Regions from separate parts of the Mus musculus genome. Here all the other regions are linked to region 1. A link is a contact called in public capture Hi-C and promoter capture Hi-C data. All regions are on one chromosome and are shown on one strand. The core of a region is the stretch at or near the end of the contact, and the rest is flanking DNA. Distances in the headings are between cores, read along the strand shown. Region 1 holds the start of H1f3 (H1.3 linker histone, cluster member). Region 2 has its middle 2.9 kb from the start of n-TTagt4. Region 3 holds the start of Pom121l2 (POM121 membrane glycoprotein-like 2 (rat)). Region 4 holds the start of Ripor2 (RHO family interacting cell polarization regulator 2).

Region 1 (4,687 bases), core at 1,332-3,831:
GATAATGGTAGAGAAACAAACAAACAAACAAAAAACCCAAAAAAACAAAAAAACAAAAGTAACTACCATGTACTCAGGATGTGCTTATCCCAATTACCCCACAGAACTTTTCTATGCTTCTTTCCAGAAAATCACCAGTCCTCACCCCACTCACTCTGTACATACCAGAATGCCAAAACTAGTGTGAGTACAGTGGGGTTAAATAGCACAGTGGATTCCTCTCCCCCACCCAAGGAACTCAAAGGTCACTTAAGGGAAACTAAGTTCAGGCTGTGAAGTGTGACATGACATCAGCTCAGCATATTCCTTCCTGCTGCCTAGTAAGTACCCCAGTGAAGCAGCCATATCCCAATTGCATTGACCTTGCCCTGAAACTTGTTGAGCACAGTTTCAGTTATCTAGACTGTAGATGGGGATGTATTTGCACATTGGAGAATGGGCTTTTCTAAAAAATCGAGGACTTAGAATACTCCTCAAGTATGCAAGATGCTATTTAGCTTCCACACACAGTTAAAAGGTGTTACAGAGGGGAGAGAGAAGTGGGAGGGGGGTTTTTAAATATTTAAAGGCTCCCATTTTAGAAAATGAACTTAATACATACTCTTTTGTACTTGGATGTGAGTTCCAAGTTGCCAGTATCTTCATGTAATGTCAACAGAAAGGGATATAAAATTGATAGCTCTAATTTTTATAGATATTTTGAGCACATTTGTCTTAAATTTGTCTTCTTCCCCATCTATTATGATTGTTTTCCTGTTACTTATTATTTCAGCCTAAAGTTGCCTTCTTCTCTTTATATATTTCTTTTCTTGCTACCTATTTATTAGCCCTATTATTTTCCTTCTGAAACAGTGCTTGGTTTCTTCATGTAGCCATAGCTGTCCTGGAACTTGCTCTGTAGATAGTCCTTAATTTCAGAGATCTACCTGCTTCTGCCTCCCAGGTACTCGGATTAAAGGCATGGACCACCACAACCAGGTTGATTTTTATTTTATACAACCACCCTTTCCTGTAGATTTGAAAGTCTCTAGGTATTAGAATACCCAAGAATGTGTCTCCCTGTAGAATACCTCATGAGGCTGTAATCTCTCACCTGTTACTATAGTAATGGTGTGCATTTGTGTGTATGTGTGTATATTTGCTTATCTAACACAAAATTGAGAGAAGAGGACGAAGCCATAAGTTTCACTGTTCTCACACCTCTTAGGGATTTTTATCGCCTGTTTTTAATCTCTACAAAATAGTACAAGCCTTACTACAGAGAATAATCTGCTGTTTTTCAGGATGTAATTATATTTTGGAGTTAAGACCAAAACCACATTTGTGATATTAGCCTCCACAGTCATGAGTGGGAATGAGTGAAGCTTCTTATGGTTTCAAGTTTGTAGTCCCATGGTTGATCCCTTTTCCAGAAACTTTATTCTTGCTGCAGTTATCATAATGATAACTGACTATGAAATGTTTAAGTCCTTTGGTGGATACCACCTGCTAATTCTTTTGTTTGTGACAGACTATATTATATATGTAATATATGTAATGAGGTCAGCAGCTATCATGGAAATTAAAAAACAGATTTTCTTTCACATTCTGCTTGTTTTTAATAATGAAATTCAAATCATTTTAAAACTGGAAATATGCAGAAAACTGTTGTGATAAGTGTTGGCAAGGGGAAACAGCTGCATAACACAGGTCCTGAAACACGGCATATAACACAGCTGTAAACTTTGTACTCTAAACACGGAGTGAGTTGCTAAGTCAGGTTATATCTCACTGTTCTTCAGCTCCCAGTTGCTAAACTTCTGTTCCTTCTTGACCTAGGTATCTTTTTTCTGTACATGTGATAGTTGGTGTACATTTCTCTATCAAATCTGAAAAATATGTGCTTTCAGCTTTTGATCTACAATAGGGATGGCACAGACTCATCACGTCTCCAGAAAATGGCTAAATCACTAAAACAGGAAAACCGAAGGGGAATTACACACTGGTATCTCAAATATCATTAAAAAATCCAATCGATATTTTCTACAATAATCATTCCCCCGGTATGCACTGCTTTCCCATCTAGTGCCAATTCCTACAGCTTGGTGCAGATAGCCCTGGAAGCTTGTGTTGTTGCTTTCTCGAAAAACTCAAATTTCCCTATGTATTTCCGTGAAAACAAGTTATTTCATAGAGTCCTGAAATGATAAGAATGTGAGGAACCATGTCCTGAAACAAAAGTTTGCTAATGACCGCGAGAGAAGTAGTATTTTTAAGGAAAACCTTAAAGTTGTCCCAATTTTCGTCAAGTTTGAAAGAGAGTTGGGGCAATCAGAGAAGTTTCAGGGTGCCGATTTTGAACATAGGTGCACAAATTAAGGCAAGAATGTAGCCTACAGGCTCTCGGATCAGTTTCCCCCAAGTCCCTAATTATTTCGTGCCCATATTTTTTATATTTTTATACTTTTTTGAGGGGCAACAAACACAGCCACAAGGCAAAGCTGAAGATCCTTTCTCTGGCAACGCGGCGCACGGCGCACGGCGCAGGGAACCAATCACCACGCAGCTTCTCTCTATATAAACCCAGAGCCTGCAGCACTGGGAACAACCTTCTCTGACTGTTTGTGCTTACTTTTTGCTTTACTAGTAAAGCTTAGAACATGTCCGAGACCGCTCCCGCGGCGCCTGCTGCCCCTGCACCTGTGGAGAAGACACCTGTGAAGAAGAAGGCGAAGAAGACCGGCGCCGCTGCTGGGAAGCGCAAGGCGTCCGGACCCCCGGTGTCCGAGCTCATCACCAAGGCTGTGGCCGCCTCCAAGGAGCGCAGCGGCGTGTCCCTGGCTGCGCTCAAGAAGGCGCTGGCGGCCGCGGGGTACGATGTGGAGAAGAACAACAGCCGCATCAAGCTCGGGCTGAAGAGCCTGGTGAGCAAGGGTACCCTGGTGCAGACCAAGGGCACCGGCGCCTCCGGCTCCTTCAAACTCAACAAGAAGGCGGCTTCCGGTGAGGCTAAGCCCAAGGCTAAGAAGGCAGGCGCGGCCAAGGCCAAGAAGCCTGCGGGAGCAGCCAAGAAGCCTAAGAAGGCGACTGGTGCTGCCACACCCAAAAAGACGGCCAAGAAGACTCCGAAGAAGGCGAAGAAGCCTGCGGCGGCTGCCGGCGCCAAGAAAGTTTCCAAGAGTCCCAAGAAGGTGAAGGCTGCTAAGCCCAAGAAGGCAGCAAAGAGTCCAGCCAAGGCCAAGGCTCCCAAGGCTAAGGCTTCCAAGCCTAAAGCTTCTAAGCCGAAGGCCACCAAGGCAAAGAAGGCTGCCCCTCGCAAGAAGTAGAGTGGTGCGTCCTGCTTTGAAAATCTCAAACGGCTCTTTTCAGAGCCACCCACAACCTCATTCAAAAGAGCTGAGCCTTTTTCTGGTTTTCTCATGGTATGTCCGCTGACTCTGGCTATGTGTTCCGAAGCAGATCAATTCTGTGCACTTTGTTATGGGTACATTTAGGAGCATCTATAAACTCTAGTTGAGCGATAGATTGTATCATTTTCAGCTCTAGCTGGACTTCTGGCCGGCAGTTTTTTGCTTCTGTGTGTGCTCCACACACGTGTTCATATTCCAAGAGTTTGGCGGGAAGTCCTTTCTAATGTCGCCTAGGCGTGATAAGGCATTAGGGGGGTTCTCTAGGAAGCTACTCTCACAATAGTGGCTACAGGCTGGAGCCTCTGTTTTAAGTTTTCCAATCCGGCTACACAAGGTGGTTTTGAGAATTAACCAATCAAGCCGTACTTTCAGTCATGGGTGTTGCACCAATCAGAGATTGTGATATTAAGATTTACATTTACGTACTGGGACGCTGGCGTTTTTTCTCTGTCCCCGCCCCTTTGTTCACTTCAGAGCTCTGGAATTCCGTCCTAAGAATTTTTAATTGTGTTTTCCGAGAAATTGAAAGCGCTCCTATTTCCTCCAAACTTAGCCACCTTCGCAGTTTTTAGGCACTGATCACATTGCCACTATAAGTGTGGAAGCTTTTTTAATACCCTGGTGGTTAGGTTTTAGTAAGGAAATTGAACACCACTGACAGTTCTGCACATTCCTTCCTCATACATTGTTTTGAGGTTATCTGTTCTCCCTTATTTGGTCAGTAGACCAATAGTAGGCTGAGGACGTGAAAGAAAAACCATTTTGGAAGGTTTGGTTTGCAGTTTGACTTCACAAATTTGGGCAAACAAAACAAGCACATAAAAACACAAACCAACCTTAACTGTCCTTCAGGAAGCTGATCCAAATTTGGGGATGCCATTTCCATTTAATTATTGAAAGTATTAAAGTTTGTGTGTGTGTGTGTGTGTGTGTGTGTATATTATATATATATATTTGTATGTATTTATTTATTTAAAATTGGGGCCCCCTTTTCTTTTATCCTGATGATGTAAGAATTCTACAGATGTTTAATTGAGCTTCTCATAGGAAGAAATTACATATCATTTAAAAAATATTTTTATATTATGTGTTTGTGTGTGTGTGTAGGTCAGAGGACAACCTGCAACAGTCAGCTGGGGCTTCAGGTCTGGAGGCAAGCACCTGGTATAAGCCATCAACTCTATCGTCTACGTTTCAATCTAGCATTTCATTAGAGGAGAGTAGGTAAAGGATCTTGTATTCGAGCCTCAAGAGCTGTGTTCAATCCAGGGATCCATATGTTGGAAGAACACAGGCTC
Region 2 (4,687 bases), core at 1,617-4,116, 1.7 Mb before region 1:
AATTGAAAAAAAAAAAGTCATCTTAAAACTTGATGTCTTTGAGTCTTTTCTTGTAGATTTTGCACAGAATAACTGCAAAAAGCATCAAACTCCAAAACATTCAGACATTCATGTTTTATTTTCAATTCCTTTTCCTACTTCTGAGGTTCTAAGATGTATTTTCTGATTATGCTAGACTCTATAAAAATCCAATCTCCCTTCTTCAATAAGGCTCACCGAATTCTACAGAGAATTGGATTTTATGAAGCTTTCTCCCCACCCTGGAGCATTCAAGCTTATGCAGTGTGTGCTGGAAGACTGACCGTGTAAAGGACCACTTAGGCTGAGGACCTGCTTCAATGACAGAGGGCGTACCTGGCCCTGCGTTAGATTGCCATTACTACAAAATTAAAGTAAATAAGATAATAACAATTACCCTTACAATGAAAATGAATATTACAGAATGATATGTAGCTCAGAAAGCACTGAACATGTAAAAGAAAAATATGACAAATATATATAATTTATCACAGTTCAGACATTCACAGATGTATCTGTGCCAAAGGATCAACAAATGGCTCACTGCCTGTTTTCTCCCCTCCCCTCCCCTCCTATCTTCTCTTCTCTTTTCTTTCTGAGACATTGTCTTGCACTATAGCTGAGGCTAGCTTCTGTAGCCCAGGACTGATCTCAGATTTTGTTCGATCAAACATCTGTCTGTGGTCCAGGATCAACTCCAGACCTACTGTATTGTTTACTCTCATCCAGCCCCTCCGTACTGAAGGACAAAGCATCATTTACAAACAGAAAGGTCTGCCTTCCAGGGATTCTTTTGTCTGTTGTTTTGAGAAGTGTTTTTTCTTGTAACCCAGGCTGGTTTCAGATTTATTAAGTAGCTGAGACTGCCCTGAACTCCTGATACTCGGAGGCATCTGCCTCCCCAGTACAGGACACTGAAGGCCCAGAGCTGCCTTGCACCAGCTGTCTGTTTCTTTCTTTATTCTGCCCAGGATTAATTGTCAATATTGGACACTCACTTAACTGGTGAGTTTTGAAGTCCACACAGAAATTTAAAAAGAAGTACAGTGGTAGAGAATGTTAGGGAAAAGCTGAGGGCCAGCTCTTCTGACCTGGAGTCCAAGCAGGGACTTTAGGAATGAGATGAAGAAGAAAACAACCACATTGCAGAAAATGGCTTCCAAACACTGGTATGCTCCAGACTCGCCACAGTCCACTGTCCGTGTGGTCTGCTGTAGTGTTTCCTTTAATGTCTAACACAGAGGCTGAAGTCTACAGTTCCACATAAGCTCAGGATCTTTGGCCATCAAACACAGACAACTAAATTTTAAACTGCCTGGTGCCACACCTTAATCATGATCACACAGAAACCACTCAAGCATACTTTCTAATTATGACAACATTCCACTGTGGGGTGTTTGGAGTCAGTGGTTCCTGAGACACTAGAGATGGAGTTCCAACCAAGTCCCAGACATGTATGTCACAAGCTAAACTCACTGTATTTGTTTTAATGAGAACTGCTCCCATAAACTCATATATTTGAATGTTTGGTTCCCAGTTGGTGAACTGTTTAGGAAGTATTAGGAAAATGTGGCCTTACTGAAGGAGGTGTGTCACTGGAAGTGGGCTTGCAGGTTTCAAAAGCCCAAGTCAGGCCCAGTCTCACTCTCTCTGTAAGCTCTTATCCACTGCCTCAGCACCAAGTCTTGCTACCTGCTGCCATGGTTCCTTCCATGATAGTCATGGGCTTTCCTTCTGAAACTGTAAGGAAGCCCGCAGTTAATTGCTTTCTTCTCTAAGCTGCCTTGGTCATGGTATCTCTTCACAGCAATAGAACAGTAACTAGGACACTCCCCAACCAACAATCCTCCTTAAAGCCTGTGGTAAGATCCAACTTCTCTCACCTATTAACACCCTTCAAATTATTAAAAGTCCTGTTGGTTTCAGCAGCACCACGTGTGAAATGTCTATTCCCTCTGCTCTTTATCTGTCTCTGTCTGAGTCCCCAGGATCTCTCCTTTGCCACAGTCTACACCAACCTCTACTTACTCCCCCTGCTTTTGAGATCAGTGGTCTAATTCAGGCATGTGGTTGGTGATCACTTGTAACCCCAGTAATAAGGAGGATTGTGGTTAATTCTTAGTCAGCCTGGGCTACACACTGAAACTTTGTCTCAAAAATCAAATAATAAATTTCCAAGTCTTTGTTCTTTCTTTCTGGATCCCAAGCTGGCCTGGAGCTCACCTCATAGCCCAGGGTGACTTTGCATTTGTTACAATCTCCTACCTTAGCCTCTAGGAAGCTGGGATTACAGGCACCACCAGGCCTGCTTCTCTCAGCTTCCACAGTAACTCTGTGTCTTTCTGTCTGTCTGTCCCTCCTCACTTCCTTCTTCCTTTCTTTTTCTATGTCTCTTTGGAGACAGGGTCTGATTCTGTAGCCTAGGCTTGCCTGGAACTCGCAGTACTCTTCCTGTCTCTGTCTGCCAGGTACTGGGATTTGAGATGGACATACTATTGTGGGATTCTGATCAAAGAGACAGAACTCTAAAGACAGAACGTTAAAACGGCTTTAATGTGCATGCACAGGGTCAGGTGAAGTATGGTTTGTAAAGAAAACTTACAGTGAGTACAGCAAAATGGTGCTTTTTATGTGGCTTCTGCTTCTTTGTCTGCTGAATATGGTAAGCTTTTAGTTGTTTTAAAACCTTAAAGTAGGATTCTAAAGATGGCATGGATGTGGAGGAAAGGAGGGCTGCTTGGAGCATGTAGGAACATCTCACATAAGCATTTTGTCAGGGACTAAACCATGCAGCAGACTCTTTGTCCCTCCTTCAAGGTCTCTGAAAGGCTTATTAAGGAGGGAGGGAGGTGTGAGAGCTGTATGCTCAAGGACAGTGCCAGACTGTGCAGCTGTTTCTGTTTTTCTATTCTATGGGTCTTACCGGCCCCAACCACACCACCACATCTGGGCTCTTAGGGTGCTTTCTGAAGCAAACTATAATTGGCTCCTTCTTTCTGCTTTATTTTATAATCCAGTTCAACAATCTCTGGGTTTGAATCCTCTGCTCCATTTACATTTGATGTGGTTATTCATATGATTGTATTTTTGAGGAGTTCATTTTTCATATCCCATTCAAAAACTAAGCCTAGGACCATTTAAGCCATTTGCTATCTCTACTGGGGGGAAGATTCTGCTTCTGCAGTCTGCCACTGATCCACTTGACCTTAAGGCTGCCTTCTGCAGCCTCCAGTAAGAATCTCAAAGTAGCTGGAGGCTAGGTAAAGTCTTGGCAGGGAATTGCACTTCGCTAAATTGAAATCTCCAGGAGAAAAGGGGAGAGGGAGTTATCTCTGCCCTTTATTCTCAGTACTTGTAAGACTCAGAGCATGTGTTCTCATGGAAAAAACAAAACAAAACAAAACACTGCAGGTCTGCACATAAATTCAATCAAAAATTGAATAGGAGGTTATAACAGAGAATGCCTATGTGCGCATACACTAAGAGCAATTATCTGGCTAAACTTTCACCATTTGTTAGTAGCTTGCAGTCGTGGAAAATTTTTAGACTATAACTAAGCTGTCATTGAAGTTTTGACAAACTCAGTCAATATCTTAGCCCCTGTTTTTGCACCTGGGGTCCTGTGGTACATATCTTCTTTACAACATTCGGTTTATGATGGAATATGCCCTAAATTTTAGAAGTCTGCTGTTTTCTCAGAAACAACTAAGCAGTCCTGTTTTAAAAGGAACTCGATGTGCTGTGGAGGTTGTCACTTGGAAACAATGGAAATCCTGACATGCTAGCTGTTTCTGCAGAATAAACGCTCTTTGTCTTTGTATATGCAAATCTGAGTCTGGGGTCTTCCTTCCTTCGGTGTTTTTCAGACCCTTGCAACTTAATCTGTGACAGAATTTTCCCTGTCCGATCAGATTAAAATATTAGTGCAGCAGGAAGCCTGTGATTAGACAGGGGGAAGGAAGGCTGAGCTAGGAGTTGCAGAGACAGAGTGTCTCAGAAGGAGGAAGGTCAAGGTGGAGGCGGAGTTGTGAACCAGAGTGGCTTTAACCAGCCATTGGTAGTCATGACCTCATAAAGGTTAGAATATTGGAATAATTTGTCTAATCTAGGTGGGCAGATTTTATCATTACCAATTGACTCTGAAATTATTGTATTGGCATCTTGTGTATTGAGAATTTATTGATATATAAATCTAACTAGTTAATTATAAGCTTCAAGAGTTTTGACTTACTCTGTTACTGAAATGTGGGACCACTGACTACAGGAGTTTATGGCAGAGAGGGAACTATCAGCTCCAGAGTCAAGCAAACCAGAGCTGGGAACACAGCAATCTGTTGCTGAGGGGGCTAACTAGAGACAGAGCTCTCAGGACCACTCAGGGGCCCGAGAGTTGCGGCACAAGGGCGGAAACATGCTGGTCGATTTTTTAATATTTCCTGCAACGGGTGTGTTTGCTTCTTTTTTTTTTTTCCCCAGAACTTTCAGGTTACATTTAAATTGTTATTATGAGAAATCTTCATTTTTTTAAATGAAGGCACTTAATGCTATGATTTTTCCTCTTAGCACTGATTTCATTGTGTCCCATAAATTTTGGTATGTTAGTGGGGCAGTGGTGGTGCACGCCTTTAATCCCAACACTTGGGAGGCAGAGGCAGGCAGATTTCTGAGT
Region 3 (4,687 bases), core at 633-3,132, 1.6 Mb before region 1:
AGTGGGTGATGGGCAGTCTTAGGGAGCTCACCTGCCCACTTTACCACTTCCTGCATGGTTTCTGCCACCTGGCCTTTTCGTTTATAAGAAGGAACCCTGACTCTGCCCCGTGGGATTGCTTCTCCTCTGAGCCTCTGCTATGCTCTTCTGTGTTCCTTAGTTAAACTTCTTAGCCCCAACAGTCTGCTTCAGTGTCCCCTTGAATCCTATACCCAATCTCTAACTTTGCTTCACACTGGCCTGGCCTGAAATTCTTTTCTGTGGTGAAGACAAAGATTCAGCCTTACCTGGATGGAGGTCTCTGAAAGGGAACTGTTGGCTTGGCCATGGGGTTTTGTTTGTTTGTTTGTTTGTTTTTGTTTTTGCCCCTGCCTTTGCTGGAAATAGACTCAGCATTAAGATAGTACACAGACTTCTAAACTGGCTCTCATGACTTCAACTCTTTCCTGGCCATTGTTGTTCAGTTTGGTTCTTTTAAGACAGGTCGATAAAAAATCCCAATAGTCAATTTTTACTACTTAAAAAATAACAACAATTGGGCAATGGTGCACACCTTTTATCCCAGCACTCAGAAGGCAGAGGTAGGTAGGTCTCTGTGAGTTCAAGGCCAGCCTGGTCAACATAGAGTGAGTTCTAGGACATCCAGGGCTACATAGAGAAACTCTGTCTCAAAAACAAAACAAAACAAAACAACCAAAAACCAAAACCAAAACCAAACCAAACCAACCAAACAAAAACAAAACAAAAGATAACAACAATAGCACACAAATCATTATACTGTTACCTTTCTGTCCTCTCCTTTATTCTTCCTTCTGCCCCAGTCTTAAGCAACCAGCAATCATTCCTGTGGATTTGCAAACTCTGTTTTGTTACATGTGTGGTGAACTCCCACAATTGAATGATTTTCTCAGCATACATTGTAAACGTATGTCCCATTCAGTCATCCTCACTCAAATTTTAGTTCACCTCCTTCCCCAGTTTCTCTATGCAACCACCTCCTGGGGACACTTAATAGCTGGATACAGCCCTATTTATTCCTACCCTCCTTACATGCTAGGGGCATCTCAGTGTGAACTTCTAGAACTGTTTCACATTTGTAGATAGATGCTCTATTGTTGAGACATAGAAGTTTCTACTTTCTATATTTCCTGAATGTCTTACAGTAGCTCTGTGTATGTGTGGGGTACTTTCGTGTGCTCATGGAGAGTCTCTCCACCTTACTTAAAATTTTAAAAATTACATTTCGTGTATACAGTGTGTATGTATACACAGTATGTATGTATATACAGTGTGTATGTATACACACACACACACACACACACACACACACACACACACACGCTATTGCTATATTGTGTATTTGGAGCTCAGCGGACAGCTTATGGGAGTTAGCTCACTCCTTCCACCAAGTGCATGCTCAGACTTGGCCATCTTGCTTGTCAATACTGTTTTGAGAAAGTGCTTGGTTAGCTACTTGTTTTGTTTTGGGTGAAATGTAAGATTCTAGCTCATGGCCAGGCAGAGTTCTTTGATACTTTGGTCCACTGGCCAGCATAGGGGTGTAGAGTGAAACTTTCTGTATCCCCCTAAGAAGTCAGTTTTACCTTCAACTTCTATCAACTTGTTTAACACACTAATTCTGCAAGTGAATAGAGGTTTGGTCGGGAAGAGGAGCTCCAAGTGTCTTCTAAATAGACCCTTTCCCGCCAGGGTGCAAGGTTACAAATCCTGACTTTATCCCCTGAAGGTATGATGCTGGGTTTGGCCATGAGGAGGCTCTGATAGAACTCACAGACATTACCTCAGCTGGCTGCTGCCTTTCCCATTGACAAGTCACAATGCCCTATAGCCTGCCTAAACAGTTCCATCTTCCTCTGGTCCTGTGCCCTCTCGAGCACACCCACTCGTTCCCTCGTACGTTCACTCGTACGATGAAGGGATTCAAATCACCCAGAGTCGCTTCCAGCTCAGAGTTTGGGGAACTGGGACGCGCACCAATGCGCATCCAGGTCCAAGGCCGGGTCCTGCCTGGATGCTAGACACCGAGCCCCCATGAGCTCTGCCAGTGTGGTGCTCAGACCGCAGATCCCAGAGCGGGCTGACGTGGTTGCCGTGGCCCGCGTGTCGCCAGCTCCCCAGTTCCCTCGCGCTTTTCTGGCGCTCGTGGCCCAACCGTCACTCGAGCAGCGGATGCTTGGATTCGGCCGCCTCCGCCGAGGTTGAAACGGGGCTAGAAGTCACCGCCCGTCCGCGCCTCTCAGCATGGGCAGCTACCTGGGCAAAGCGGGGTCCTCGCCGCGGTCCCCAGCACAGGGGCGCGCAGACTCAGGGGAGAAGCCTGCGAGCCGCCGACCCGCTAGGCCCCTCTACCAGGTCCACCGGGTGCAGCATGTCCACCGCGCCCAGCCCGCTCGGAGACACAGGCCGGCCCGGAGGCCGCCCAACTGGGATCCCGCCAACCCTACCGCTTTCGTCAGTGAGGCCTGGAGGCGCTTCCCCATGAAGAGGCCACAGAACCCCATCATGGGCTCTCTTCCTTCAGACTGGTGGGAAAGTTACCTGAAGCGTAATATTTGGTCCCTTCGTCACCCTCGGGCCACATGGAGTCCGGTGACAGTCAAGATCTCGCCTCCTGAGCGGAGACCACGGCCCTTGTTCCCGGTCTCAAGAGTGGTGAACTCCGCGGGACCTTCAGAGGAGCCACCAGGGCCCTGTGGAAAGGACCCGGTGCTGAGGGCCCTCCTCCAGTGCAGGAAGGGCAGAGCCAGGTGGGAAGAGCCACTGTTCCCGGACACCTCCGACAGCCAAAGGCATTCGGCCTCCGTATGGTCCGCCTTTAAGCCCCTGTTGAAAAGTGGGGCCACTGTTTCGTTTGTGGCCAGGCCTGGGTCTCTGAAAAGGAGACCCCATGTCCAGAGCTCAGATGATAAATGTAAGAGATCCGGTTGCTTCTCTGGGGCCCTTGTGGCCAGCATACATACCCAAGGCCCCCCCAGCACAAAAAGAAATGCTATTACCAGTTCTTACAGTTCTTCTAGAGAGCTCTCAGGATCTTGGAAGAGACATTTTCTCAGGACATTAGTCCAGACTCCAGAATGGCCATTGAAAAAAGCAGGAGAGAGTCCTAATTCTCACCTCTCAGTCACACCCAGCAGCTCTGGACAGCTAAATGGAGAGATTCCTCTACTGCAGTCTGGCCCTAGGGACCTGCTAACTATACCTTGCCAGCAAGGTCCTGTTGTCACTGAAGAGGACCCAACATTAGAGGGGCAAGCTGTGCCGAGCAACCAAACCACAGAAGCTACAACCGGGACAGCCGGAGACTCCATTCCAGAGATGAGGGCTGGAATTCAGCCTACCTTGTCTCTCAGTCGGTCGTCTTCTGAGAGAGTTCTTAGCACCCACGTGAACCCTCAGCTGGAAAGCTTGAAGAATATGCCTGCCCCACTCGGGTGCTCACAGTTAGAGCACATCCAAGGCATCTCTTCAGACTCAAATCCCTCAATTGCTTCCACCCAGGCGTCTCCAAGCTCTCCCACAACACCAGTCACTGATTCCACCTGGCTATCTTCAATCCCTCGGGCTCACAGGTCTGCTGTGCCCCCACACTCATCTGTCATTAACCCCACAGCACCCACCACACAAAGCACTTTGGTTGGGGTGGTGAGTAACCCAATTCTCCATCTTCCTGCATCTGTACTTCCCGTGGAGACGTCTTCTCACTTAGCATTAAGACCTATTTGGGGGCCTGTTCACAGTACTGAGGTTAGAACTGCCTCATACTCCAGAATTTCTGTCATGGCTGAGGCCTCTTCAAGCTCTTCTCCCTCTACAACTCCAGGTATCTTAAGGCCCACCTTCAAGCCTATCTTTGGCAGTATAGAACCGCTTCAAACTATGTCTGAGACAGCTCCTGTGCACACCAGGCAGCCCTCTTCTTCACTGAGTTCTGATTCTACCCATCTTTTCCACAGCCTAGCCACCACAGCCCCCTGTGTGGTTACGTCTGTCATTCCAGCCAGCAAATCCAAAGACCCTGGTGTGGATTTGAACATAGTGACCAGCACCACAGGCAACTCTTGCTCTGTCCCTTCTTGCAGCACTTTCCTGCTTGGAGCTTCCCAGAACTTTCCCTCGGCCACTGATTTAATTTTCCCTTCCCAACACCCCACAATTCCCACTGTACACACGGTCACTATCTTTAGCCAGGTTCTTACTAGTGCCATCAAGATATCCCCTCTTAGAAGCACTGATACACTGAAGGGGGTGAGCAACCCTCTGGCAACTTTGGGCTTATCGTCCACAAACCAGCCTCCAGTGACCTCAAGCAACTCCAATGTGACTTCAGCACTCACATCATCTTTGGGGTCAAGCCCAAAGCCACTTTTGCCACCATCCCAAAGAAATACTTCTCAAAGCTCACCTGGGGCCATAGATGGGCTAAAGCAATCTTCTCTCCAGCTAGCTCCTGCCCAAAGCTTCAGTACCTCTTTCCTTTCAGAGAACTCAGGTGTGTCTCCAACCCCATCTGCTCAACTGGTCCTTAGCAAGACCACACAGCCAGCTTGTGGGCAGTTGACATCGTCAGCTCCCATTATTCACACTCCTGCCACCAGTCAGACAGGCTTTGGCAGCACTCTGGCTGGGTTTCCATTCGGCAAAGCTAGTTCAACTGCCCTTAGGGTTA
Region 4 (4,687 bases), core at 602-3,101, 1.1 Mb after region 1:
TCGACCAACCTGATGATGAAGATTAACCATCACCAGCAGTGTGGACTTTGGGTTTTATTCTGTATTCCATATAGGGAACTGAAGCAGGATTTAAAGCCACAGAAGAGTCACATTGTGGTTTACAGGGTTGTTTTTTTTTTTTTTAAGGCCACTGTTTCTGCAATGTAGATAGACTATTGTCTATCACTGCCTAAGAAATCAACATACAGTCATTTAAAAGAACACACAGCATTAACTCACAATTTCCACTCGTCAGGAATCCAAGCCCGGCTTTGCTGTGTCCTCCAAAGGATGGGTGTGCCATGAAGAATGTCTCCCCACAAGCCATGTCTCTTTTTTGCATGAGCATCTAAAGTCGATGAGGCTGGGTCATCTTGGACAAGTTAGGCTAACTCTCTGTAACCTTAGTTTGCCTGCCTATAAAGTGGGAATCAAAATACTGAAAGGTTACAGCCAGGTGTAAACAGTCTAATGTCAGGGGATAAGAAGATCGCCATAAACTTACGTTTAGTTCTGTACGGATTGATGCATTAGGGACTTGCTTGTTGAGCAGAACACCCATGAGGAAACACACAGAGAGCTTGCTTGCCCTCTGTGTGCTAAGCTGTCACATGTGTAGTCGTAGTCGACGCTTTCCTCCTAGGAAGGAATGTCCACATGGGAAGGTGGCTTCCTGATGGGGAGTGTGTTGAGTTGAGAGAAGGGCATTGGAGAATGCAGCTGGCAAGGGTAGCCTGTCTGAGCTCCTCTCAAGCCATGGCCTCGTGGTCCAGGTGAGAGGCCTGTACAGTGCTCCTCCTTGGGTGATCCCTGAAGTCTGGCTGTATCCTTAGGTGGGGTGTGATTCAGCTGCTTGCGTTTTCCAGGTCTAAGGATGTCCAGGTTTCCTGATGCTGCCATAGACTCCTCTCCTAGCCTTTGTTGGTCAAGGTTTATACTTCTTGATTCTAATGTCCTCATAAAGTGACTAGGTCTCAGCTTGGAATGTGATGGATGAATTTGTGGGACACTTTGATTTTACATATTGTAAATACACAATTGTATGAGTAAGACAGTTTCCCTGAGGAGGAAACTGAGGCCTGGAAGACTGCCAACCTAAGGATGGACGCAGAGTCCACTCTTGGGCTCCAGGTCCTTAGAATACCCAACCTCATACTCTTCACTCACACACATATAATAGCCTAGTTACCAATGCTGACCTGGGATTTACTATATATAACCCAGGCTGGCATCGAACTTACAGCAGCCTTCCTGCCTTAGCCTCTTGAATGCCACCACACTCAGCTTCTAAAGGTCCTTTTTCTATGGAATGTTTCTGTCTGTCAGACCCACCTACATTTTATAGCCTTATGTATAATTCAAATTCACACCAAAAGAGAGGTTTCAAAGTCAAACAAAAGTCTTGCTTCTCCCTATCATAGTGAAACCTCTGTCGAAACAAGCCCTGGGTACTTGTACCCAGAGGCCCTCTCCAACCGGGCTTTTCAACATAACTCCTGCCTTGAGCCTTGAACTTCACTCTTCACCACTGCACACAACCCTCCCCCATCTCATCATTTGCAATGCACGGCCCTTTTTGAGATCCCCAAAGGCTGGCTGCACAGGCACTCTTGTCTCAGCTGAGATCTCCTCTAATGCTCCGTGTCCGGCTGGTCTCAACTCCCCTGCGGCGGAGTCCTTCTAAGCTGCGCCACAAGCTAGTGTCCCAGAGCCTGACGTGCAGGCAGACGATCAGCTGGAGGCAAGCACCCAAGCGCACCCTGAAGGAGTCGGGCTGAAGGGACCATCAAGCAGCTGTCTCCACCCGCCCTCCTCCCTCGCCCCCCCCCCACCGGTGACGCGCCAGCCCCCGCGTGCGCGCCTCCCCACCGCCCTCTCCGCTACCGCGCTCGCTCCGCTCTCTGCCACCCGCGCGTCCTCTGGCCCCGCAACTTCACCCGGCGCGGCGGCAGCTGGTGCGACGCCCGAGCGCTGGGGCCACGACTGTTACCCTCGGACCTTTCCCTGTTGGCTGGGAGGAACGAGCACCGGTGTCCGCGGAGCCGGAGGTGCACGGCAGCGAGGGGCGGTGCGTGGGTGCCGAGGTGGTACATGCCACCCGGTACTAAGCGTCTCCGGGCACTAGGAGCGTTCTCGGCAGGTAGGTGCACGCGCCTCTTAAACACATTCTCTGCGGCTGATTTTGGTTTCCACCGGCATGAGGTGGGTGTATGGAGGAGTGTCCTGGGCTTGAATGAGCCTGGCATATTAAGAAGAACCCTTGGGTGTCCGGGCTTCCTAGGTCCTGGCGAATCCGGGGAGCCTGATGTGGGCTGGGACGAGAAGGGAAGTTATTAAGGAAGAGGGGCCGTGCACTTAGCGCAGGCCGACCCAAAGGATGTCCCGCACTGTGGAAGGACCGATTGAGAAGGCTAGAGAAGCCTGTGGCACTACCTAAGGTAGGGGCTTGTCAGGGACAGGGGATCCCGCGGGTGGGATCGTGGATGAACCCTGGCTTCCGAAAGACTTCCGGGCACCCAGCAGCGATGGGTGATCCAGCTCAGAGGGAGGATCGCAATTTCCAAGGGCTTCATGTGCCTCCAGACTGAGCAATTGAGCTTGGCTGGGACCCAGCTGTTCCAAATTGGCCACGTGAAACCGGTGAGAATGGGGAAGAGGGCAAGCCAAAAGAAATGTGTTGTTTTTGATGCCAACCTGTGTTTGGAAAGACTGGGGTACGGGGTCACACTTGGGGAACACTCTAACCCTAGCAGGTGTCTGTGATATTGAACGTGCGCGGGGGGTGGGGGGGGGGTTCTGTAGTTCTCCCTCAGGCTATTTATTACCTCATAGCTCCCTCCCACAGTTTCCTGGATAGGGATGCAGACCCCTCGCTGTAGAAGAGGGCGGGCGTTGGAATTCGCTAAGCAGAGCCATTCAGGTGCGAGAATGACAGGACTGTGGACAGTCACAGCTCCTGAGTGAGAAAACAAGACGAAATCCTAGAGAAGCTAGCAATGTTTTTTGGGGAGTGGGGGTGGGGCAGAGTGGGATCCACAGCCCATAGGCTCTGGTCTGGGGGACACCTATATGTTGCATGAGTGACTGTGAAGAAATGTCAACACTTCAGCTGGGGGAACAATGTGATTGTCTTTAAAGCACACACACACACACACACACACACACAAGCTGCCTTTCCTCTCAGCTCCCCTTGCAAATATGAGCACCCGCCCATTGTTTCCTGACACAGTCATTTCTTCCTTCTTCTGTTTCGTTGTTTTTGATGTTAGTTGGTTGGATGGTTTTGTTTTGTTTTGGGAGAGTTTTCTGGGTCAGGTTTGCCTCGCTCCTCCTTCCCACCCTCACCCAGTATTCCTACTAGCCTACTTCTCTTAGAGCAGGCTCTGAGAGTCCCATTCATAAGGTTTAGCTCCACTAGAGCCTTCTATCTGCTGTTACAGCAAGAGAGGTCAGGGCACAACTCCTGCAAAGAACCAGCACCCTCAATCCAATCTCCAGCAGTTACCTGTAAAGTAGGCACCCTCGCTTTGCGGCAATAAATCTTAGGGCAGGGAGGGGGGTGTCTACTCAGTCCAACCTCCAACAACATCAGAGCTCCTGCTGACGTCCCAAGAGTGGAGATCCAGCCACAAGGTGGCCTTTGCCCTAGAAGTTAATGCGTTTGCCTGTCTAAAAGCTGACTGCACCCAACCATCTGAAAAAGAACATTGGAGAATATGTTTAGTCAAAACATAGCACATGTGTTGCTTTTCCAAAAGCCCCCTGATGGGTGTTGTTGCTCTCTTCCTCTGACACTCTGATGTGAGATGTTTTCACTAGGAATATTTTGTCCTCAATATAAATATAGAGACTGCCAAACCCGAGAGAGGGAAGGCTGTTAGCCCGGCCAGAGGCCTTGCCCGGAAGCCTGATTACCAAAACACAGGTTCTCTGACTCCTTTCCTTTTGTTGATTAGCAGAGAAGCAGAGAAGGGACTTGTCTGCTTTCAGGAGTGAATGCCCCAAGGAGGAGGTTTTTATGCCTATTGTTTGGATCTGGGGAACTACACCTATATAAGTGTCCAGGCTTTGGAATGGGGTCATGATAGGCGTGCTGACTAAATCTTCTGTCACTAACAAGAAACTATCCCCACCAGGATAGACCCTAGGACTCAGCTACATTATTAACCATGTGCCTCCTTCTAAATGAACCCAACCACTTCTGTTATTCTTTGTCCCTCCCTCCCTTCCTGCCCCTCCTCCATTCTGTGTGAATGTGTGTGTGAGTGTGAGTGTGTGTGGGTGTGTGTGTTCAGGTGTCTTCTTCTGTCAGTCTTCACCTTATTATTTAAGACAGTCTCACTGAACCTGAAGCTCATCAATTCAGCAAGATTAAGTGGCTGAGAGCTCTAGGGACTTCCCACTCGCTGCTTTCTTGGCCCTAAGATTGCAGGTATGCACTGCCATGTCCAGCTTTTTACGTGGGTACTGGGCATCAAATTGAGGTCCCCATGCTTGTGTGACAAGTACTTTACTAAATGAGCCATCTTCCCAGTCCCTCTTGTTACATTTTGAGCTCATTTTATTACACCCCACTTCTGTTAAGAGGACCCAAACAGAGAAGGGTAGCTATAGAGAGTAGACAATATACCCTTCAGATTTCATAGTTAATGATCAGAGCTTTCTTACAATGGTCCTTTGGGGTTAA

Evidence for each region. Promoter capture Hi-C pulls out the DNA fragments that hold promoters and counts their contacts. Capture Hi-C pulls out chosen DNA fragments and counts their contacts.
Region 2: a promoter capture Hi-C map of cranial neural crest shows a contact between it and region 1. The contact joins the enhancer-like site here to the promoter of H1f3 in region 1. A contact is called at or near these places in 7 of 39 promoter capture datasets (the HPC-7 cell line, cranial neural crest, frontonasal cranial neural crest and 4 more), 6 of 115 datasets of contacts at active chromatin or transcription factors (acute myeloid leukemia, cardiomyocytes, embryonic hindbrain and 3 more) and 2 of 9 other capture datasets (adipose tissue and macrophages).
Region 3: a contact with region 1 is called in a capture Hi-C map of macrophages, with 10 times the contacts expected there. The contact joins the promoter of Pom121l2 here to the promoter of H1f3 in region 1. A contact is called at or near these places in 10 of 39 promoter capture datasets (cranial neural crest, frontonasal cranial neural crest, hematopoietic stem and progenitor cells and 6 more), 3 of 115 datasets of contacts at active chromatin or transcription factors (embryonic stem cells, microglia and stem cell-derived neural progenitor cells) and 3 of 9 other capture datasets (adipose tissue, liver and macrophages).
Region 4: a promoter capture Hi-C map of pre-B cells shows a contact between it and region 1, with 2.0 times the contacts expected there. The contact joins the promoter of Ripor2 here to the promoter of H1f3 in region 1. A contact is called at or near these places in 3 of 39 promoter capture datasets (frontonasal cranial neural crest, neutrophils and pre-B cells).

The regions. Positions count from the first base shown.
Region 1 is chr13:23,552,451-23,557,137 of GRCm38.p6, forward strand. H1f3 (H1.3 linker histone, cluster member) reads left to right here and starts at 2,582. Exons shown (of 1, transcript NM_145713.4): 1 at 2,582-3,357. The coding sequence starts at 2,640. The coding sequence ends at 3,305.
Region 2 is chr13:21,856,580-21,861,266 of GRCm38.p6, forward strand. No RefSeq gene overlaps it. Among named protein-coding and RNA genes, the nearest start is that of n-TTagt4, 2.9 kb to the left of the region's middle. Within about 2 kb of position 2,867, at least 7 of the 459 cell types and tissues checked have an H3K27ac peak or open chromatin away from gene starts, as enhancers often do.
Region 3 is chr13:21,979,299-21,983,985 of GRCm38.p6, forward strand. Pom121l2 (POM121 membrane glycoprotein-like 2 (rat)) reads left to right here and starts at 1,883. Exons shown (of 1, transcript NM_001162928.1): 1 at 1,883-4,687. The coding sequence starts at 2,263.
Region 4 is chr13:24,636,797-24,641,483 of GRCm38.p6, forward strand. Ripor2 (RHO family interacting cell polarization regulator 2) reads left to right here and starts at 1,852. Exons shown (of 23, transcript NM_029679.2): 1 at 1,852-2,140. The coding sequence starts at 2,092.